Linked DNA regions of Sus scrofa: region 2 is linked to region 1. The links are chromatin contacts, called in public HiChIP or PLAC-seq maps. All regions are on one chromosome and are shown on one strand. Each heading gives the region's core, a stretch centred on a gene start, on an enhancer-like site or on the middle of the called end of the contact. The rest is flanking DNA. Distances are from core to core; before and after follow the strand shown. Region 1 holds the start of ARHGEF2 (Rho/Rac guanine nucleotide exchange factor 2). Region 2 holds the start of RIT1 (Ras like without CAAX 1).

Evidence for each region. HiChIP or PLAC-seq counts read pairs in DNA pulled down with a chosen protein or histone mark.
Region 2: an H3K27ac HiChIP or PLAC-seq map of alveolar macrophages shows a contact between it and region 1. The contact joins the promoter of RIT1 here to the promoter of ARHGEF2 in region 1.

The regions. Positions count from the first base shown.
Region 1 is chr4:94,047,269-94,050,733 of Sscrofa11.1, forward strand. ARHGEF2 (Rho/Rac guanine nucleotide exchange factor 2) reads left to right here and starts at 1,928. Exons shown (of 23, transcript NM_001128463.1): 1 at 1,928-1,974; 2 at 2,062-2,155.
Region 2 is chr4:94,116,142-94,119,821 of Sscrofa11.1, forward strand. RIT1 (Ras like without CAAX 1) reads left to right here and starts at 1,580. Exons shown (of 6, transcript NM_001077230.2): 1 at 1,580-1,717; 2 at 2,152-2,296; 3 at 2,459-2,515. The coding sequence starts at 2,194. It overlaps KIAA0907 (UPF0469 protein KIAA0907 homolog), which reads left to right. Exons shown (of 15, transcript XM_001928648.6): 15 at 1-521.

The DNA.
Region 1 (3,465 bases), core at 678-3,177:
GGAGGGGTGGAAGGCCTGAAGGCCCTTGCTGTGGGAAAGTGAGAAGCCTGTGGGGAGATGGATGAAACTTGACTTTTGCATGAAGATTCTTAACTTGATTCTAGGGTCAGGGTTCCTGTCATCCATCCGCTGGCCCTTTGGACCACTCAGCCACTGGCATGGTTTCCAAATCTGTATCCATGAGTGGCATCAATTGTTTTGTGGGATGCTCAGATCCAGCTGGTGAGTAAAAGTGGGGAGCAAAGCATTAGTGTTCCTTTCCTCTGTTTCACCCCACTCCTCAGGGCCAGCTGTTTAGGGTCTGGATGGCCGGCATTATGTTTAACCACACGCCCTTGGAAACACCATTGTGCCTCTATTCAAAAGAGAGATCTGAATTCAGGACTTTGGTATTCTGAGGCTCTCCTTTTAATGAAGGCCATAGGAGAGGGAGAGGCTTTCTAGCATCTCCTGTCACTAGAGATGGAGGACAGTTACCTGCAATGTACCTTGACAGTAAGATGAGGCTTTGGGAACTCCAAGGCAATCCTCTGCCCTCCACCTTCACCAGAAACAGAACTGAGACATTGGTCTTCCTGCCCTGTCTCCACACAATCCCAGTGCTCTGTTACTGTGGCTCCGAAGTTCTTCAGCTCTGCTCTGCTGAGACACCGCCCTCCTTCCCTACTCCCCAGTGCCCGCCCTCAGGAATGGCGTCACAGGCACCTGCAGCTTGGGAACCTGATCCAGGTGGAGGGGGTGGGGGAGGCAGCTCTGGGCGCCTTTGTCTGGCTTTAGCTGGACACTTCATGGTCTCCTTTTGTGTTGGCAGGAAATTTGTCCCAGTCCTCTGCTGCTGAGCTCAGCCAAAGGTGAGTTTGGGGGACTCGGAGCCCTTCAGAGGCCTAGATGGGGGAGGGGCAGTGGGACTGGGCAATGGGTTCTATAGCTCCAAGGGTCTCTGCTTCCTGAAACATTGTTCCCCTTAATGTTTCTAATCAAAAACCTCCAAATAGCCTTCTCTCTGGGCTGCCTAACATTCCGCTTCTCATTGGCCAGGGAAAACTAAGGAGGTTCCTGGCAGCTCCATGGGATGAGGAAGACATTAGGGAAAGAAAAGGAATATCTGGATCCCAGGGTGTCTGGTAAATAAATGAGCGGGAGGTTGTTTGCTGTTCTCAGTGTCAGAAAGGTGAGCAGGCAGATTGGCTGCTGTGCAATCAGGGAGAGACAGTGATCAAGGATCCTGGATCAGCTTTGGATGGCTGAGGTAATAGACCAATGGGGAGTGGCCCTCAGAAGAGCTGGGCAAGGGCTATAGCGCTCCGAGAGGAGAGGGCAGGGGCTGATGCACATAGCTCAGGACTCGAGGTGGGAGCTGGGAGATTTCAACATCTATGTAAATAAGTACGCAAAATCAGCACCTGTTTATTTGGCTCCTTCGGCCGAAGCCTGATTAGAGTGGGTCAGCCTTCTAAGACAGTGTGGGTGTGTGAGCTAGTAATGGCCCCTTTAAGATATCAAGTTTTGATTTGTGGTCTTGAAAATCTCTAGCTGACACATCCTCCTGGCTCTGGGTTTGGGATTAGCTCATGGGATGGGGCTGATGAAATCCCAGGAAATTCAGTCCTTATTGGCGTTAGGCCCAGAGGCCCTTTCCAAATAGCAGAGGGTCGTACACAGAGCTCTTGTTTTGTGCAGGGAAAAAGTCCTCCCTGGAGATTCCCTCCCCTCACCCCATATCATTTCCGTTGGGGAGCAGCATGAAAGAGGAGATTGGGCCTGGATTAGGTAGGAAGGGGGGTGGTGTCTGTATTTATCTGGGAGGAGACAGAGTTTTCCTCATAAATAGAGGGGCCTGGGAAACTGCAGTGACTGCATCCAGGAAATCCCAGGAGGTGAGGGGGTGGGGACATCTTCCTCTCCAGTCCTTCCTCGCTCTTCCTCACCCTTCTCTCAGTCTCTGCCCTGTATCTTCCTTCTCTCCTGGCCATGGTACCTTCATCCACCATCTCTCTGGGAGTATCTTGTTCTTTCCCAGCTCTCTTTCTCTCTCCTCACCTCTTCTTTTTCTCTCTGCAGCTGTAGCCAGCTGGAAGGGGGCTCAGGTACCTGGGCAGGCTCCTCCCTGCGACGGACCCTCAGCTTCATCTTGGGCATGACCGGAAAGGCCAAGGTAGGAGTGCAGGGCGGTGGGGGGGGAGTACCCAGGGAGGGAGAAGAAGGCTCGGGACCCACTGCCCTCCCTGATTCTTCCTCTCCACCTACCATCTGCTCTCTTCCCCAGCTTCTCCTGGTGGCAAAGACTCAGGGCAATGGTTCAAGTTTGAAGGGAAATGTTATGTGTCCCTCTCTCCCTCCCTGTATCCCAGTAAACTACCTTTGCTCTGCTTTCCCCATGCCTCCAGCTTCTCAGCCAGCTGTAGACAGCTGGAAGAGGAGAAGGGCCAGGAACCTCGGAAGCTGAGGAGTTGCCCAGCCCTCCCTCTCTTTAGGCCCCACATAGCTAAGAGGTGGGCAGCAGAAATCTTAACCATCGGACAAAATAATGATAATAATCACAGCAATACTTTTTACTTCTTCAGAGGGCATTAGGGTTTGCAAAGTGCTTTTACACTCATAATTTTATGGGTGGATACAGCAGCTGAAGGAGTTGAAATTAGACCATAGGCAGAGTGGAAGCCAGGAAAGTGTATGATTATGGAAGTGCGCACACACACCGTACATGTGCAGTTCTGACCCCAGGACGGTGAAGGCACATTGCTCTCCTCCTTATTCCCAACCCCCAGGCTCTGTGAAATTGGGAGCTCTGCCTGCCACTTGAATGCATTTCCACTTTCTTCATCTACTGGCAGAATGAGCCACCCCCCTTTTCCTCTCTGGCTTCCCCCTGTGTGCATGTACTTTCCCACTTGGGCGGCTTCTGAGCACTGAAAGAAACCCCAGACAAGACAGCATCAGATTTAGCTGGAAGCACCACAGAGTCTCACCCAGTAAGGTTACCTGGGCTCCTCCCAGCCCCACCCACAGTGCCAGGGCTCGTCTTGGCCAGCCTTTTAGCTAGAATTCTCTTTCCTCTGGGTGAGCAGGGAAGGCAGAAATGAAACGCGGTTCTTAGTACCTTCTCACCACAGGCCACAGATGGGGAGTGGAGGCACAAGACCAGGCAGTCTGAGAGCAGGGTAGGTGGGCAGTGAGGCTTCCTCTCTCTGACTGGAGCAGAGCTCTCTAGAGAACAAAGCCAACACGGAGACCTGGGATCTGAGTCCCCCTCCCTGCAGGCACTCTGTTCAGGGTAGGAAAGTTTGAGGGCAGAAATCACCCTCCTTTCCTGCAACGGGAATGGTAGGGGAAGTCAGCGCTGGCAGGGGGCTCTCTAGATCTCGCCTGGTCTGCATTTGCCCTCCCTTGACCTAGGAGTTCAGTGAATAGATGAAGGAGAAAGTGGCCAGAGACTGGTGGAGCTCAAGCAGGCGGCAGAAAAGA
Region 2 (3,680 bases), core at 330-2,829, 69 kb after region 1:
AGCTGGATCCTGGGGAATTGAAGGTTTTCTTTATTTCTTTGGGATGATCCAAAGCTGGCACCTTCAGGCACTCTCGTCTCAGAGAGCCATTGCTGTTTTTATTGCCCGTCTAAGCTCCTTGTCTTCAAGTGGGTCAGAGAAAACTGCTTGATCAAAAGCTGGTCAGAACTCATCACAGAAATGAAACCCAGTGGTCTGTCTCTCTCAGAACTGGTTGCAGCGAAAATAGAGAGATTTGACTGCTCGCAATAGAATGGTGGACTTAGTGACTGAGATTGCGACTTGTCCTTTTTCTTGGCATTACAGGTTTTGCCAAAAGAACTTTTTTTGTATCAAATATTGATGTGTGAAAGTGAAGGAGCTAGTCTGCTGAACCAGGAGTAGTTTGAGATATTGAACTATCATTTTTGCACATTTGAATACTTTGCAGGCTGGCTTTGTATAAATGTATCCTCTGGTTTCCTATATGTTGTAAATATTTAGAACATAATTTCATTATAAATAAATGTATAAATATTCTGCTTGTGGTTTCTCTGTTCTTTCTTCCACAACGTATCCATGCACTAAAATTCATAAACTTTTTTGCTCACAGCATACTATAACCCCCATCAGAAAAATACATACCTGGACCCAAGAGTTTGCATTTAGTTCCAAGTTGTTGTTTTTTGTTTTTTTAATTTTTTTCTTTTAGTTCCAAGTGTTTTATGACTTTTCAAAGTAAACCCTGCAAAGTCCAAGTGAAATGTAAAGGATTGTTATGGTGGATGTTTTTCCTTTTCATTTTCTTGCCCTCCTTTATTGAATGTGGTTAAAAGGACTGAGTGAAAGTATTCTTTTTCTTTTTTTGGCTTTTTAGGGCTGCACCCATTGCATATGGAAGTTTCCAGGCTAGGGGGTGAATCGGAGCTGTAGTTGCCGGCCTACACCACAGCCACAGCAGTGCCGAATCTGAGCCACAGTTCGCGGCAACTCTGGATCCTTAACCCACTGAGCAAAGTCAAGGATCGAACCTGTGTCCTTATGGGTGCTAGTTGGGTTCATTCCCACTGAGCCACCACGGGAACTCCAGGAAATATAAGTATTCTTGGAAAAACATGCTTAGAAAGGAAGAAGGATGGGCAGAAGTTGCAACAGAAAATTTTGCCCATATAAAGTTCCTTCTAGTACTTCTATGTGTTACCCACCTAAATACAGGTGAACAGAATTGATAGTGTCTTAATTTATTGCTGTAAAGTCAAAGCCAGGTGCTTTTTTTTGTTACTAAGCAATAACACCTTGGTCCTGTTTGGGGGGGGGGTTGGCAGGTGCCCATTTCCTCATTACATTTGGCCAAATTTGTTTTTCTCATAAATGGTCCTGGGCAAGTTGTTATTGTAGAAGTCTCCAGTGTGCCCCTTATCACATCCTCCTTGCTTGACTTTGGTGTAAATAGTTTTGTGGCAGAGGGGGGCGCTGAGTGTGGCACTCCCCCAGGGCCTTCAGCGATGAGCGGGGTTTGAGGACCTGGCAGGAGATGGTCCTCCCCGGAGGAGGCGGGGCCAGTCCCCTGCGTCACGAGGGCGGCCCCGCCCCTCCTGCTGAGACGCGGGCGCTGCTGGCGCCATCTTCCCCAGCTGCGGGAGGGGTCACAGGTCAGTGCCAGATCCTCGCCGCGAATGAGGAGGACCGAGGACGAAGTGGGTGATCAGACCCGGCAGTGGCCTTAACCTTCCGACGGGTACGAGCAGCGGAGGGGTTGGCTTGTGAGGCGGAAGGGTGGGGGGCTTGATGGCGGCGCGAGGTGCTGCCGGGGGAGGAGAGCAGCCTCCGAGGGGAATGGAGAGGGGGCTGAACCTCCGGGTACCGCGGGCTTGAGAGGAAACCCTGAGGCCTAAGTCCCAAACTGCACTTTCTCACTGGGCTCCCTCCTGCTGTGCCGGCGTCCCAGTCTGCAAAGAAATGCCAAATTTCTTTGTCTCTTTTTATTCTTTTTTGAAAAAAAGTAGTAATTCAGAAAATCTATGATATGTCATGGGTCTGAGCTGCCCTGGAGGGAAGGTGAGGCTACGTGTTGCCTGAGGGTCGCCAGAAAGGGAGCAGGGGTAGGGCACTGGCTCTAGGACTGTCGTCACGGGGTCTCCATCCTGGATTAAATATTTTCTTTCTTTCCAGGTGCCTTTTCCTCCGGGCAGCCCAGGATTCTCCAAGAGGACAATGGATTCTGGAACTCGCCCAGTTGGTAGCTGTAACAGCCCTGCAGGGCTGTCACGGGAATACAAACTAGTGATGCTAGGTGCTGGCGGTGTAGGGAAAAGCGGTAGGTGACATTTTCCATTTTAAAGAAGTAAGAATGAAAAATGCTCACAACAGATGCCCTCCCCGAAAACCAAGTAGGAGACTGTCCTGCAATATTGATACTTGCAGTTCTTTCTGTTGGTCATCTTTGTATTTATTTTAACTTTCGCTTCTTGTTTTAAAGCCATGACCATGCAGTTCATCAGCCACCGATTTCCAGAAGATCATGACCCCACCATTGGTAAGTCAGACTGTCACTTAGGTTTTTCCACTAAACCCCATAAAAAGGCCTTGGTGTCAGTTTTTGAAACAGTTTTAGACCATTTATATTTTGAGCCTTTTGGGTGTCTGGTTTAGATTTACTTAACAAGAATAACATGGCAGTTGATAAGCAAATGACTTTTTTTTCTTAGCTTAACTTTATATGTACATAAGCCATCTTAGTCTGTTTTTTATTAAATATTACTGGGACACTTTGTTTTATTTTTATGGTTGCTCTACTGTATCGTCAGATTAAAGGAAAAGTTTAAAGGCCACTTAACAGAAGGCTTTTGCTATCATTTCTTTAAGGGTCTGATTTGAGACTAACTCTGTAACTATGAGTCAGCTGGTCTGAACTTCCACAAAAGGAAGCAGAAAAACAAGTAGAGCCAGCCTGCTGAACTCTTACAACCCAGACATGCAGAGCCTGGACTTGTTCCACTAGAAGCCCTTCATTTACTTCCTTATACCTCAAGTTCATTACACAGCAAGGTCTTTCTTCACGTCTTCTATAATCTTAATGCTCTATTGTTAGTAAACCACTGTTAGTAAGTAAAAACTAATTTTCTTGTGCCCTTTTTTTTTTTCTTTTTTTAGCTGCTATTCGCCATAGACCTTAGGAATGTTACTGTCATTCCTGGACCATAAGGAAGCAGATTTGATTTTAAGGGGTTATTTCCCAGTGAAGAAGAAAAATGGTGATGGGGGTAGAGGAGGGCACAGAAGTTCTGCCATATCACTTGTATTTTCAGGATGTGACACTTTTGTTGTGATCCTGAGTCTCTAGGAAGGATTTCCCATTGGGTCAGGACTCTACTGCTCTTTTTCATAAAGCCAATAATTTTTCTGTGCCAACCTACCTTTGGTTGTTACCATTTTATATAGTAGATGCTTCTGTGGCTTGGGGAAAAATAGAAACAGTTCTTATTTTTCATGTACTATGTTAAATTTAGAACATTGTTCAGGAATTCACACTACAGTGGGAATTTTAGGAATAAAATTAATTTAGGGCTTAAGATAATTTACTTAGAACTCCAGAATATCTTTTCCTTTCTTTAAAGTAAAACTCATATACTTGTCCCCTAAAAGACTTTTTTTTTTTTGGTCTCTTTAGGGCTACACCCTTGGCATATGGAAGTTCCCAG